2 separate regions of the Bombyx mori genome follow, and region 2 is linked to region 1. A link is a contact called in public Hi-C data. All regions are on one chromosome and are shown on one strand. The core of a region is the stretch at or near the end of the contact, and the rest is flanking DNA. Distances in the headings are between cores, read along the strand shown.

Region 1 (5,202 bases), core at 1,362-3,861:
TCAATACTGACATTTAAATACTACATAATTATAGAATTAACCTATTATATAATTTGTTGTTTTCTTTTTTTATAAAAGATATTGAGCGCACGAGCGGTAACAGAAACGCGTGACAAATGGAGCAATCTACTGAACAATGTTTGGCATTGGAATGCGTCATAGTGGTGCATAGCCTACAGCAAAGAGTATAATGAACTTACTGTGTAAAATTGAGCACACCATATATGCAAAAACTTCTTGAAACATATTTGTGTTAGTCTATTTTATGATTAGGTATACACATTAGACATAATATACATTTTATTATGTTAAGAATAATGTATATAAATAATTTATAGATTAATAATTTTATAACTATATATTTGTCTAATATGTGCTGACAAACAGTGTCTACAGTATAATACAACATTTATCCATGTACATGAATTAATCGTAAATAAGTTGATAGTATAATGTCTTGTAAGCCAGGTTGGGATATAAAAAACAATTTCTCCTGTCCTGAATATTTTTGCTGTAAAGCTAAATTCATATTTTTACACCAGTATTCACGATTTAAGGTAGAATTCACTTTATGGTATTTATGTTTATCGGAAAACTAAATAATGCTCAGAGAGCTGTTAATTCATCTGCTCGTGCGATGTTGGTGATATTGTCTATAAATAATGGTGATAACTAGTGACTAAAACATAAAAAAGAATTGAGTAACACTTGACTGTAAGTTAGTAAACTCGATATTTACTGATGTTGTTAATATACAATTTCCAGAATGTATAGTGCATTCTATCTTTGTAATATGTACAAAATATTTGTATTATAAATATACTGTACTAGTTTAAATTTAGTTCTAGCATAACAAGAATATTAAATTCTAATTCTTTTAATACAATATAAAAATCAATCTCTTTCAATCTTTCAAAATATTTTTTAACTCTTAAAAGGAAGATGCGTACTTATAATATTAGCTGCATTACCTAACATACATCCAAGAAATACTTTATTTGACTAATGAGGAATCTTGTGGAATCCTATAAAATTGTTTTTTTTGTACACATTTCCATACAACTTAATTTAACTTAAAAGTTTCACAGTTTAGACTTATCTGATGTTATTCAACAGCATTATTCCGTTACTGATGTCAGTTTGTGTGAAATTAAGGTTATATATTATGAAATAGACTCACTTTACTGTACTTTATAGTGCAAGTAAAATATGCATCAAAACCAGCCTATTAACAAATATCAAGTTCACTTATATACCTATTAACACATTTTGTTGTTGGCAGCATTGTCAAGTAGAATATATTATAAGACAAGAACATTGCACTTGCAAAAATTCACAATGAAATGTGTAAATATAATGTTTCATATACCTATTATAATTCTTGTGACATGACATCACCTGGATGTTGATAAGGCCAAGATATGCCCGCATCATGTTTTACATGTCTTGAACTGATTATGAAAACGTTTCACATAAATACTGAAATCATTTTAATTCACATCTTATATAGAAGTTCTACCTACAAAAGTATTACTTTTTTTTATCTTCATTATAAAGATGTAATTAACGAATTAGCTTAAAAATATATATAAGTAAGTTTGAGGATCAGTCAAAAAGTAATTCCATATCAGATAAAATTATTAAATGCAATAAAACTAATAAATTCATTTATATGTTGATAAGAAAACGATATTGAATACCATTATTGATTTAGGGTTTTTTTTACTTTTGTAATGTTTTTTTTACTTCTGAGAAATACTTTAACTATGGTACTTATTCTCTTGGATTTTTAAAAGTTGAAGGCAATATTAAAGGCAATATTTTAGAATTCAATTTGGTGCTTATTGTATAATTGCTATTAAAACTGGTTTTCGTGGCGAAAAAGACATAACTGTTTTTTTTTCGTCCAATAGAAAATTTAAGAAATCAAGCATTAATTTCTTTTTGAAACTTGTAATATAATATTGTCCCAGACTCCACTCACCTCACTGAAGGCCATAACTCTGGCCGGGCTCTTACTCCGTCCGACCTTCTCAATTTATTTATTCACGATGTGTATCAAAACAAATAGTTCATGCTTTTGTTTTCCAACATTGGAAACAGTCCCGACATCTAGCATTCCCTCGACACAAATACATCTGAACTGAGGATAGAAGACACTCACTGCGCATGAACAAAATTTTAACTTTGACCAAAACTAAAACACCTGACCGAATCACAACTCACTGAAAAAAACCAACATTCCTCAGGTGGGTTAACAGCACGTCTAACTAGTTACAGACACTTTATAATTATTTTCGACTTTGACACTACTCATAGATTTTTTTCACATTACTTCGACTTGTTAAATCATTACGAGATAAGTTCGAAAAATGACATCAAACGTGTGAATTATCACAGAGGACCATCAAACAGAGATGAACTCGCCATCTTGCTTTCATGTCATGTCGTAACCAGAAGTGCCAACATAAGGAAATCACTTTTGTCGCATTTCATCTATCATGGCGGACAATCTAAGCATGTGCAGTAGTATGAAGTACGATGAGCTCTATTTCAAAATCGATCAAGTTAGAATTTAAAAAATACGGCTTATAAACTACTTTACGACTCAGTGAGCCCCCTTAAAAACAGTATACCTTACACTGATATTAATATAGTGGTTAGATTTGAAAAATAAGAATTACACTGAGGTTTATCTTTGATGTAGATTGTACACGTGCTGACATCTAACGGAAAACGCATTAAGCGCTATGGAATAGATGTTCTGTTAAATTAAAACCAGTTTTATTTTATATCTTAAAAGATAAATAAATGACAATGGCAATATGCATTTATTTTCGTGACACTTTAATAGGTTAGATTTGATCTAGGTAGTTAGTATACATTGCATGTAGATATTTTCTATGGATTTAACTTTTTGCACTATATTGGCTGCGATAACTTGTATGGACGTACGAATACCGGAAATCGGACCATCGGCTTTTTATTATTACTGTTTAGTTGTTTAGACGAACTTACGGCCCATCTGGTGTTAGGTAAGTGGTTCCGAAGCCCAGATATTAAGAATCTAAATGCCGCCACCTACATTGATAAATGAGTTCTAAGTCACAATGTTTATAATACAATGACTGTCCCGCCCTTCAAATCGCAGACTATTACTGCTTTACGGCAGAAGCAGGGGGGTGCCTCCTATCCGTGCGGGTTCACAAGACGCTCTACCACCAAGTAATATGATGAGTAAATTTATAAACCTACTTTTTATGATCTTGACAGAGTGGACGTGATGGTCATGTAGTGTTGAAGGGACCAGACTTAACACGTCTCACGATGTGCCGGCATCTCTCCCTGCTCGATTTCATCCTGCTGTACCGTCCACTGTATTTTTGTTTTGGTCGGTCCACCACATTGCCTCCCGCGCGGTCTTGTGTCTTATTAAGATTTATGTATTAAATTTAATAGCTATGAACTTCTCGCCACACTATGTACTCTCCACGAGACGCCAGCTCCACGAAAACCGGCGGTCGGCAAGTTATACAAAGCCCGCCTAAACGCCAATTCATGTCCCGTGAACATTGTTACCTACCTGCGGTATGTTAATACCGGTATAGGAGCTTATCTCGATACGCGTAACTCCTTACGTCGTATTTCTCAATGCCGAGGGTCGTGACCACTCTCCTATATCACTTTCTCTTGCACAATTTTTCTTCATCTGTTTCTGTCTCAGGCGGTGTGGAGGCTGTTGTGAAATGTGGAATCAAGAGCGTTGCGGATCTGGTCTGACCAAAGTTTATTTTTTTTTGTGATTTAAGGATTACTGGTGGCCCGGAGGCCTTTCCAGTTTCACCAGGACAGGTTGACGAGCAAAAGCTCAGCCAGGAAGGACCAAAGTATATACCTACCTATACGAGTACACTGGACGTCTTATTATTTAGAGCACCACTTCACATCTTGGGTCTAGGCCATTAGGTCTCCTGGGTATTACTAACATGATGTTGATATTTATATTTTTAAATTAATTAATTAATTATTCTCATTTATTGACAGGTGCATTACAATTACCTTGTCGATAAATTTGCTGTTTAGTGGTAATCGGAATACCAATCAGATGCCACAGCCTAACACACATACATAATATGTATTTCACTTCTACTAAACTATTAATAAAAAAAGAGGGATTTACGTCTTTTCAACTACAACATTCGATATAGCATTTTTAAATAAAGAGAGAAACTTTTTAACGTGATCTAACTATTTCTCGATGACCTTGTGATCAAAACAAGATGTGATGAGCCCCCAATCAAAGTATGTTACGACTATTCTATGTTATTATTTCTCTATGGTTATTAAATTTATTGCGATCCTCTTTAATTACAACAACTGAATTCATAACAACAGATGATTTAAAACTTACGTCATTTCATAATCACTACTGTCATATAGCGTTTACAAAGCTTACGTAATTACAAAATTAACGATGGCCTAAATTTTGATTACTAAAATTCTATGTAAAACATTACCTAAAATAAATGAGTAATAAGTTTCATGTTGCCCACGTCATTGCTTATTGAACGCTGACCCGGTCACAAAAGGTAGGCATAATTCAGGCTTATTAATTTCCGCGCAACAGCAATCTACATGCTTTGAAGAAATTATATCTAATCCGTATTCTAGAGCATCAGTTTTTATTCACATTGTCGCTCTCTTTCAAGTTTAATATAAGTTAGATAGAGATAGCAATGTACTAAAATATCTAAAATCAAAAATCGAAAGCTGAATCAGACGCTTTTGCCATGACGTCAACCGTGCAGGTGCCAGGCGGGAATGCGCGCGGATACCTCGCAAATAGCCAAGGACTCCCAATGTAGGTTACATTAAAGTAGGTTATTGCACTCCTCGTAACAAACTTAACGAGCCAGTCCGTTACCTGCTGTTGAATTCAGTCAACGTCTCTAATACGATCGCAAAATGACTGACAAATTAATTAGTTTCAGAAACGTGAAGGTAGAACGAGATCCATGGCTGTAATGATGGAATTAGAGGAAAGTGTATCAGACTCCAAGCTCCACAAAGAGAGTACGGCTAAAAAAGATTTAAGGCCTTCTAGCGCTATCTCGTTTTCTAAATCTGATCATGGCCCAGGTGCGTGATGCATTGTTTCTTTAACTTATCTTCGTATACTTGATAAAGCGGGCAAAGACTTAT
Region 2 (4,979 bases), core at 2,215-4,714, 86 kb before region 1:
TATACAAGTCTTAGCTTCCCGCCGCCTCACTCAAAGACGAACTACCCTCCGTACTCTATATAAGAACACTTCATAAAACAGCTTCTCTTCATATTATTATTTATACTACACAATTTACAAATTTAAGTTTATACATATTTTATTTTATACACATCAATCATAATTGTTTCTGTAGTCTTCATTACAATATAATCTATGTTATATATTATTCTCCAGATTGCTAAATATTGTCACATATCAAGCATATTTGTTTAATATGACACACCAAGCGCTTAGCGGTGTCGCTTAGTTAATTATTTACCTCTTTACATCATCAAAACACCTTAATATATATAATTAAAATCGTAACATTCAAATTAATATTGCAATTTAGAAGGAAATAATGAAATAATGTATTATTAATGAAACAAATTCACAGAAAGCCGGCACGTTTTCAACACACAAATATAGTGCTCGTAACAAATCAAAAAATAATAATTCTATAAATGCTGACAATATTGTCTTTTCTCTGGAATGACGCTTAACGATTTTTCATTTCTTTTTTTTTTCTTTTTGTATATTTTATATCCTTCATACATAACATTTTCAAACATCCTAAAACCTTTAAGAATACTTTAGAATTTTGACGACCCGATATCACATCACAATCATATTATAGAACACACACAAAAAATCAAAATTTTTTATCGTACCTCACATTGGAAGAAATTCATTAAAATTTAGAATGAAAGAATGGTATACTTATGGCATAAACATTGGCTACGTACAAATGTCAGAAAACATTATGAACAAACAAAACATACGGCAGCCGCGTTAAGATAAATCACGACACAGTTTAGTTCGTAACGAAAATGTCGTCGAAGAATCGATATACCACGAAATAATGTTACATTAAAAAATACAATAATTTTGTGTACATTGAACCGTGCCATTAAAATTATGATGTCAATCTAATAAATTACGGTACAAATGAATAAAACATGAACAAATAACCGTTCACGAAACCCAAGCGGTAACAGTAGGCTACCGAAAACAATATTTACACGATTAGCTAACTAAGCATCAAATATAAAATATCGTTTCAGCAATTACATAATTCGTAGAGCCGCAATCGAATGCGAAGTTGGCTTCGGGTCATTGACCCGTACGTTAAAATTGTATTTTATTATTTTATCCATAATTATGGACATGCAAACGGGTCTCAGTCTGGCCAACCCTCCAAAGTCAATAAGTACTCCGAATTCAAATTTCGAACGAACGCAATGTGTCCTTTCCGCTAATTATATCCAACCGAACAGACGGAGAAATGTAATGCAAAATGCACGGAACGATACCGACAACGCAAGCTACGTACCTCTAGGTGCGAACGCTAAGTAACTAACTATTTAATTTCGACATTCAACACTAAGGGAGCACTGTTACAATGCAAACAACTAAAGTGCTCTTACAACTCGGCAATGAACAACCAATACAATATTTACATAAATAATAAACGAATCTATAGTTTAGTAACCGCATTAAGTAATCGTTAATGAAAAAATATATATTTTAGTTTTTTTTTTTTTCTTTTTTAGTTAAACTATGGCATTGCAACTTTGTGACTGGGTTGCGGCTGCGCACGTTCAACCCCTAAACGAAATTAATAAAAAAAAAAACAAATCGTGAAATCATACAACATCGAAATATATGACTGAACGTATTCAAACTATTGTATAGTTACAAATATAATAAAAAAAAAAAAATCAAATTAAAATTTAATAAAATTTACATTTACTTACAAAAAATATTAATATTTTCCTTTCGACGCTACTTTATATTGAAGAGTTAACTCGAATAGCGTTAAAAATTTTTTTTTGAATAGTGAACGTTATTCCGTGAACAATAAGGCATATATACGTGTGACCGGCGCGTGTGAAGTGCGACCGCTACAAGCGCCATTATAGATCCCTGAAACAAACAGAACAATAATATATAGCATATAATATAATAAACTTGACATAATTCAATCTTTATTAATTATCTATGTAATCTCTGTATTCCATTTTTATTTGCTTGTAAAAACTCTAACCATTAATAAAGCACTAGAGGTCCCGCAGTAGTCGAAATTCGACTAATTATAGTCGAATAGTGTACAAATTTACAATTCCAATTAATTATAATTGGAATTGTAAATTTGTACACTATTACGATTGTATTTTATACTTCTATAATCACAAAATTCGCCAAGACTACACTATAAAAATCATAACAAAGACAAACAATATTTACTCTATTCTCAAGTTGACAACAGACGTCAAGAACAAAAGTTTGACAATAAATAGTATGCATGCGTGTGTGTGTCAAATACATGGTATGTAGTGTGTGTAATGTTTTCTTTATTGATTTAATGTATCTTTTATGCATTATTTTAAAAAAATATTAGCATTGTGCACTTCTTCTCTGTATTCTCTATAAGTGTGGAAAATTTCATACTCCTCGGTCCGCGCAATTTTCGTAAAAAAGGATACAAAGTTTTTGCTTCACGTATTAATATTATATGATATTGACGCAATGCAATATTAAAATTTTTTCATAAAAATTGGAGTTGTAGTCGATTTAATTTCATGCCAGAGAGCACTGTGCATATTTCATTTATTATTTAATTATTATCTTGATTAGAGCATCCCTACCTATTAAAACTTAAAATATTTTTAACTTGTATCATATAAACAATCTAAATTAAACATTACACTAGAAAATTTCTATTTTCTTTCAAAGAGCGCGCAATGTATTTAATAAACTAGTTTTAACTTCACGTGTGACGTCATTAGCAAGCAAAATTATGAGCGAGATAGCCATCATGGAATAATCATTATAGTCCAACCATTAGCGACATGTGATATGATGGGCTGTGATTAATATTAAAAAAAAACCTTGCATTAATTGAAAACGAAACATTCTTTACTGTAAAAGAAAAGGTTTTTTTAGATGCCGGGATTGCTTGTCGATCGATTTGATTAATTAAATCTTACAAAACTAATTTTCTATTAAATAATTAATTGTAATTATTTTAATATTAATTATTAATAGAAATAAGAGTATGTTTCAGATTTTAATTCGATATTCAATATAAAATAGAAACTATAATTTCACAATAAAAAAAATCATTCAAGCATTTCAACTTCTAACATCCCTTATTATCCCTTAACGACATTTCAGTTTGTATTGTTACCGTCGTCCGAATAATAATATACCGGATAAGCTCTGGTTCATTTCTGTTTAGTTAAATACAAGTTTTTACGAACGATACGTTTCGTACAGCCTGGAGGCACTCGGCTACACTCGGCACCACTCGGCTACACTCGGCTATACTCGGCTATACTCGGCTATACTCGGCTACACTCGGCTACACTCGGCTACACTCGGCTACACTCGGCTACACTCGGCAATACTCGGCTGCAGTCGGCGGGTACGTACCTCATCCAGTGCTGCGAGGAGTTGTGCGAGGGCGCGCTGGGCGCGTGGCTGTGCGTCGCCACCCGCTGCACGATCTACACAGACGGACAACAAGCGACGTTTAATTGGATTACTTTAATGAGCTATGGGAACTTCAAGACTTCCAATTAATTTGTGAAGGGTCACACGTATCAAGGACTGATGACGATATATACAAAAATAATTAGAGCGTTGTTTTTTTTGTTTGAAACTATGTTTACTTATTGTGTATGTTTTCAGAAGTTTCTTAGCGGAGCGCATGTCTTGGAGCGCTTTCAGAAAGCAAACCCACGGTCGTTAGCGTCACAACTACCGAGCCCCTTGATCTATCCGCCGAGACGGCCCCACCAACTCATATTTTCGGGACAGCCTGCGAGTTCAACACTACGAGGGTCGGAGAATGGAGTCAACCGGTTGCTGTTTCGTATGATGCGTATAGCACAATTAACATAACATTTCCTTAGATATACTTCTCTAATCCCCAAACTGACATCGGAGGAAACCTACAACACTTAGGGAACCAGGATATAGCGAAATCCCTATTCCGGTCCCCACTTCGACAGCGAAAAGTTAGTGTAATGAGAAGAGCGGTCTCTCTCACACCCCGCTGCCTGCAAAATTGTGCAATCGCAAAAGTCGGCGGCACGAGTCGGCACTGACATCGCGTCAAAACTGTATAATCTCAAAACTTACAAATTTTACAGGAGAGTGTTATAACGGTTTAACATGTGATATTTTTACTATTAATTATCTTTGCAACATTTATTTTTTATTTTATTTCTTACCAGTTGCATTATCTGTTTTTTATACTACATTAAGATAAAATTATGTATTAATTTTGTAATAGCAATCAAGATATAGGTAAACTATTAAAAAAAAACTGAAACTAAACTACGCTCTTTTGACAGTATTTATGAGAAAAATACTGGTGATACCAAATGATTCCGTATATTAACTCAATTTCGAATATTTTTGGAAATTGTACTTTTAATGCGAAAAGACGATATGTGCGACGAGGACACGCGTCCCTCCCCCCCGGTCGGTGCGGGTGCGCTCGGTCCCCCCCCAACCCCCGGGTACCCGCGGCCAGTACCTGCTTATTTTTTTTTTCCTACCTAAGCTGATAGCCTTGAGAGGCTATATCAGCGTCGCCTTAACTAGTAGGTGAGCTCACGGGGCTCAAACCTGATGACGTTGCTAACACGAACCCTAGCAAGAGCCGCGCTTCGCAGAATCTACCGCCGGATCGGAAACGTGATCCACTGAGAAGATCCGGCGAGAAACTCAGTGGGCTGCGTCTGAGGGTTAATTTATTCAGTACCTGCTGCACGAAGGCGCGCGTGAGGTGCGGCGCGTGCCTCTCCGCGAGCTCGAAGGCGCGCCGCAGCTCGTCCACCGCGCTGGCCGCGCCCGCCCCCTTCCCGCGGGACACCTGCACCGAAACAACGACATACATTTAGTTCACCAGTGTTCTTGTTTATACACATATTATTTTCATTTAACGA

Evidence for each region. Hi-C and Micro-C count contacts between places; a contact is called where the count stands out from the background.
Region 2: a Hi-C map of midgut shows a contact between it and region 1, with 2.1 times the contacts expected there. The contact joins the enhancer-like site here to the promoter of LOC101739321 in region 1. A contact is called at or near these places in 2 of 7 Hi-C or Micro-C datasets (midgut and whole pupa).

Annotation. Positions count from the first base shown.
Region 1 is chr4:4,825,214-4,830,415 of ASM3026992v2, forward strand. It overlaps LOC101739321 (serine/threonine-protein kinase 26), which reads right to left and starts at 2,612. Exons shown (of 12, transcript XM_038021825.2): 1 at 1,985-2,612. The coding sequence starts at 1,999. It overlaps LOC101741442 (tubulin glycylase 3A), which reads left to right and starts at 4,404. Exons shown (of 10, transcript XM_038021827.2): 1 at 4,404-4,589; 2 at 4,986-5,139. The coding sequence starts at 5,016.
Region 2 is chr4:4,738,032-4,743,010 of ASM3026992v2, forward strand. It overlaps LOC101739321 (serine/threonine-protein kinase 26), which reads right to left. Exons shown (of 12, transcript XM_038021825.2): 10 at 4,796-4,906; 11 at 3,457-3,530; 12 at 1-1,947. The coding sequence ends at 1,938. Among protein-coding and RNA genes, the nearest start is that of LOC101739184, 69 kb to the left of the region's middle. Within about 2 kb of position 3,465, at least 4 of the 8 cell types and tissues checked have open chromatin away from gene starts, as enhancers often do.